Regions from separate parts of the Oryctolagus cuniculus genome. Here region 1 is linked to region 2. A link is a contact called in public Hi-C data. All regions are on one chromosome and are shown on one strand. Each heading gives the region's core, a stretch centred on a gene start, on an enhancer-like site or on the middle of the called end of the contact. The rest is flanking DNA. Distances are from core to core; before and after follow the strand shown.

Evidence for each region. A called contact is a pair of places that touch in the nucleus more often than the background predicts.
Region 1: a Hi-C map of liver shows a contact between it and region 2, with 5 times the contacts expected there. The contact joins the enhancer-like site here to the promoter of CAMK1G in region 2. A contact is called at or near these places in 4 of 6 Hi-C or Micro-C datasets (ear pinna, liver, psoas muscle and 1 more).

Annotation. Positions count from the first base shown.
Region 1 is chr13:24,464,668-24,467,492 of mOryCun1.1, reverse strand. LAMB3 (laminin subunit beta 3) reads left to right here. Exons shown (of 23, transcript NM_001329071.1): 18 at 307-451. Among named protein-coding and RNA genes, the nearest start is that of LAMB3, 31 kb to the left of the region's middle. Within about 2 kb of position 1,467, at least 1 of the 8 cell types and tissues checked has an H3K27ac peak or open chromatin away from gene starts, as enhancers often do.
Region 2 is chr13:24,427,154-24,429,853 of mOryCun1.1, reverse strand. CAMK1G (calcium/calmodulin dependent protein kinase IG) reads right to left here and starts at 1,265. Exons shown (of 14, transcript XM_051820531.2): 1 at 1,021-1,265.

The DNA of each region.
Region 1 (2,825 bases), core at 218-2,717, 37 kb before region 2:
CAGAGGCCGGGCAGGCAGGGCTAGGGGGAGGACAGAGGACAGAGCCCTGGGAGGCTGAGAGTTCCCCATTCAGAGCCATGGGGCTGGAGCCCAGAGATGTGGGGCTCACCCTAGACCCCACAGCACGTGTGCGAGAGCGCCTATAGCCGATGTTTTGTGCTTTTTAGAAACCCGTCATCCACATAATTTCTTCTGGGCCACCCCAGGCTGGTTATAAGTGTTCTTGGGTCGTGGGGTGGAGAATGAGCTGCAGATACTTCAGGGGCTACTTCTGCCCCTGCTGACCTGCACCGCGTCTGTGAACAGATCAGGGCAGTGGAGGAAGCCACCTCGCAGGTGCAGTCAGATGTGCAGCGCCTGGAGACCCAGGTGAGCACCAGCCGCTCCCAGATGGAGGAAGACCTCAGACGTACCCGACTCCAGATCCAGCAGGTCCGGGACTTCCTCGCAGGTGAGCCTGGGCCCTCCCCACTTTGCTGCTCTAGCTCTGCCTGCCCCTCAATCCCACATCCAGGTCATCAGCCACCCGCCTCCTTTCCTCACCTCTGCACCTGCCACCACCCTGGCCCAGGTCCCATCACTGGTCAGGAGCATGGCCTTGCCTTCTCTGGCTCCCCCCAACTTTCTTCCTCTCCCTTATGATCCATCCCCATCCTTTCAAAGTCTGTAAATTAGATCACATCCCACTCTTGCCTAGAGTCCTCCAGTGGCTTCCCCTTGTTCTTGGATCAGCTCCCAATCTATCGTGGCCTGCAGAGTCTGGCCTCTGTCTCCTGGCTCTGACCTTGTACTCCTGTCCTCGCTGGCCGTCTTTGGAAACGTGAGCCCCTTGCCTGTTTCCAGGACATTCATTGCTCTTTCTCTGTCTGGGATGCTCTTTCGAGGGCTGATGCTTCTTGTGCTCCGGGCCTTGGCTTGAATATCAGCTCCAGGAGGCCTTTCTTGACCACCCGTGTGTGCGGTGGGCTCTTTCCCCTAGTTCTCCTCCAGTGTCTGCATTGCTCTGCTTAGACTCTCTGATGATCGACTCGGTTTCTCTATAAGTGCAAATATACTGTTTGTTCTCCAGCTAGACGGTAAAGGCCAAGAGGGCTGGGCTGGTGTCTGTCTCACTTGCGGCTGTCTCACCAGCACCTAGCACAGGGCCAGGCCCAGAAAGGCGTCTGACAGTGGTGGATGGAGTAAATGAACCAGGCCCGTCCTTGCTGCCCTGGGGAGTGAGACAGGGCCGTGCACTGGCAAGATCCCTGCACGGGACTCCGGGGCCTGCTGTGACTTCAGCCAGCCTGCTTTCCCCTTTGCCTCATCTTCCACTTGCAAATGGAGATGCTAGTATTTCACAACTTTATTTGGAGGCTCAAATAACTGATGTGAAATGTGGTTTGAAAAATTAAAGGTGCCTCCGGAATATGCGTTGATATTATTAGCTTCCTGGTCCCTGCCAGGGAATTTGCTTGGCTGGGAGCCCAGTTAATATGAGCTCAGGCTTAGTGTCATGGCAGGAGCTCTTCCTGCTACTGTCTTTGCCCCAAGCAGGGCAAAGCTCCCTCCTGAGTGCAGATGGCAGGTCGGGGAGAGGCACAAGGACCCATGGAGGTTTCATGACTTGCTTAAGGCCGTGAGACCCATGCTAGGGGAGAATATGGCTGAGGACACAGGGACGTGGCCAGGGTTTGGGGCTCAGACTCAAAGATGTGGGCACGGTGTTCCTGAGTCAACCCAGTGAGACTGATGGGCACTCATCCTGCCTTAACCTTGGCCAAGGCCCTGGCCTCGGGGGTGGGGGGGTGGTGGAGTTGTTATGAGGTCGCTCCCTCTGTGTGTGGCCAGCCCCCTTCTGTCCTCTCAGTTGTGTTGTGTGTCTTGTCGAGTCCTGAGATGGGTTCAAGGGCAGAGAGAAGGAGCAGGGTCTGAGGGAGGCCCGGCCCCGGGGGGACCCAGGACAGTTCGCACAGCTGCTGCGGCGGTGGGCTGTGGTCTCCGGAGTCCTGGTGCAGGGGGTGCTGGGTGCTGGCTGCTGCTGGGCACAGCATGGGGGCAAGAGCAACCCGGCTCTGGAGGAGACCCTGTCCTCCCCAGGGGTTCAAGTGGAGCTGACACGACGGAGAATTAAGGTTTGTGACGTTCTCACCAAGTGCCAGGTGTGCCTCTGAGTGCTTGTGTGTGTTACATTTTTGAATCCTGATTGCACGAGCCAAGTGCTGCTGTTAATTCCACTTCTGTTTTAAGGAATCTAGGCACAGAGAGCTTAAGCAGCCTGCCTAAGGGCACCAGCTTGGAGGTAGTGTGGCAGGAGTCAAGTCCAGTGGGCTCCCTCAGTTGTCCACACTCCCCCTTTGTGCACTCTGGTGTGGACCCACATGCACACATCCTCTGGGCTCCTCCTCCTTGGAAGTCTTGTCCTCTCTCTGGGTGATCTCTCCTGACCATCCTGCTCATCCTCTAACCATCCTTTCAGGCATCCTGGCCTCCAGGAAGCCCCCCGGGCCTGTCCGGCAGGGGTGGTGGCTGTGCCAGTGGCCACCTTAGCAGCTCTCTTGGGGTTACGCTTCCTGCTGATGAACCTGCCTCTCCCTGCCTCTCTCCATCTCATGCTCCGGGGGCAGGAACCGAGTCTCGCTGGCTTTGCAGTCTCCGCTGCTCCCAAGCTGGGGTCCAGAGCAGTAACCTCCTGCAGAGCCCACCCTGGGACGCAGAAGGCCATGAAGCTGGCGTCAGGCAGCCCCAGTCTGGGCTGCTAAAGGTGCAGAATCCAGGAAGGCCAGAGCTGGAAGGAATGTGCTCACTGGGTGGGGCGGGGCTCTCTGGGGAAGGGCCACTATGCC
Region 2 (2,700 bases), core at 16-2,515:
GTCAGTAGGAAGAGACAGCTGGTTGTGTCTCTGGCCCCTCATCTGGAAGCGATGATCTCCTTACCCAAGACCGAACCAGCTGGCCTCTCTTGACCCTGCTCAGACATTTCCTCATGATCAATTTCTCTGGCTCCGGAGTAAAAGGCTGGCCAGCCACGCACTGCAGCCAGATCAGCGCCAGCCCTGGCAGCTGCCTCTGCCTCTGGGAGCTGCAGGGTTAATGTTTGTGCGTCAAAGTTACGTGGAGAGAAGGGGCCACGGTGTGGATGGGGGTGGAAGTGGAGGTGGTGGTGAGTCCAGACCTCCTTGCAAGCATCTTTTCCTGCGAACTGAACCAGGGAAGTTGGAAGGCAGGAGGGAGATAGACGCGCCCCTGGGGAAGGTGAAGGAGCAGTCTTGTGACTGACAGCAGTAGTGCACCCGCCAGTGTTGTGCATCCAGGACAGCACGGCCAGGAGGGCCCCAGGCAGATCCTCCTCCCAGGGCTTTGCAGAGCCTCGGGCTATTTACAAACCTTCCTTTTAGCCTGTGGAGTCTCCAGCCTCTCCCAGCAGGAGACGGGCAGAGCGGGAATCTCCCCACTAGTCTGGTGGATCAGAGAGGTTAAGAGCTGAAGGTTGAGCAGGAAGGAGGGGAGCCGGAGAGCTGGAGGTCCTGACACCCCGCAGAGCCCGGGGGTTGTCCCGAATACTCAGGCATTGCAGGAGGGACTTGGGTGTCCTGCTCCCCTTCCCCTGCCCACAAGTGCAAAACAGTTCCCACTGGAGCCAGCCTAGGGTTGATGGTCACAGGGCTCCCCAGGAACGACCCCTCCAGCCAGACCCCCACGCAGACGTATTTTCCAAAGCTGCTGCAACTTACCCTTGACACCAGCGAGTCGGAGCCCACTGGAACTGGGGCTGAAATCAATGCCCAAGTTGCTCCCCAAAGTGGCTCCCCAAATTCACTCCCCAGGTGCCGCGCCTCCCACTCAGCAAGGAGCCCCCTCCCCAGTGCCCAGAAAGAAGCGGGTTCTCTTACCGGAGGAGGTCGCGGGGACTCCCGAAGAATCCTGCTCAGGGCTCCGACACCCCAGCTCCTACAGGTCTGTAAGGATTAGCTGCTCCAGTGCTTAACAATAAACCCAATTAAAGGGGAGGAATGCAGGGGTTTTCTTTCCCAGGACCGTAACCAGGCAGCCTTAAAGGGGAGTGAAAGTAGCTAGGAGGGCTGGCATCTCTCCTTCCTCTCCTGTACTCTGCTCTCCCTCCCTCCAGAGAGCAGTATCCAATCTGATCAGGAAAAACGCCATGCCAAAGGTCCCTTGTGTGCATGCCTGGTGTGTGTGTGTGTGTGTGTGTGTGCGTGTAATTGTGTTTGCGTTGATGTGTGTGATAGAAAGACGGAGAGAGGAGGAATGCAGAAGGAAAAACAGAACATCAAATTATAGTTTTCCACTGGCCTGAATGGGTGGTAACAGAGAATCAGAGCAGCTTTCTAGGATGGTCTGCCTCAGTTTCCCTTTTAACCACTCAGTTGCTGGAGTCGGGTCTAAACCACACCCTACTACCAGAGCCACAGGATATCTACGTTGGCTGCCATGGAGAGACTGAATGAAGACCCTCCGTGTCCACCCCACCGGTCGTCTCTTACAGGATGGGAGAGAAGTCCGCAGATGCCCACCCAGGGCCTGTAGGTTGAGCGTTGGACTCTCTGCCTTCTGCTCCCAGCTTGTTCCTTCTCGACTCTACCCTTAACGTTAACATCTGCTCACAGGGTCAACCCATCTGGGTGATTTTCCTTGACCTCAACATCTAAATGGCCTCTTTCAGCCATCAACAAGCCTGGGCAGGTTGGAGCTTCCTGCACCCCACCTTCCTCCTGGGTTTCCCAGCCAGGTTGCCGGGCTGCCACCTTCCCCACCACCCAGGTTAGAAACCCCTAACTGTGTTTTCTTCGTCTGTGCCATCTCCTCCATTGGATTCCACATCCGGTCAGCTGTTGCACAGTCACTAGTTCCTTTGAACTAGCTTTTAGATTGTGTCGTGTGTGTGTGTGTGTGTGTGCATAATAAAAACCTCGCTCATACGGGTCAGCAATAAGAACCACACTAAAAGGCCTGCATTGAGTTCTATCTATTCCACCCCCTCATTTGCCCTTGGCCCCTGGCCTTGCCATCTATAGGTGGCCGCTTTTATTAGCCTCCTGTCTATGAGATTTCTTTGTGTGGATGAAAACAAATATCTACTTACCTACCTGTCTGTCACCCGTCTATTCCACTTTCTTACACAAAAGGCATAAAGTAAATGCTCCTGTTCTTGTATTTCCATCTCTACAGCCTTATTCCAGACCTCCTCCTCTCTCCCAGGCACTGTTGGTGTGGGAGGGGCTCCAACTGGTCCCTGGGTTGGATGGTATTGTAGGGTCCTGAAAAGTGGCTCCGGAAGAGACTTCTAGATGGAACACTGGACTCTTTTGTTGACTGGATGTGTGGCCTTGGGCAAGTGGCTTAGCCTTTCTGTGCCTCAGTTTTCTCATCTGTGAAATGGGATGATTCTGCACTCATGTCATACACTAGCAGAGTGAACCGAGACGGAGTGAGGTTGATCAAAGCCACGACTGGCATGCGGAAAGCACCACACCTGTGAGCTATGGCAACCTCTGCTATGCTCCGAGTCTTTGTGTTTCCACCCCAATTCACATGTTGATGGCATGAGGAGG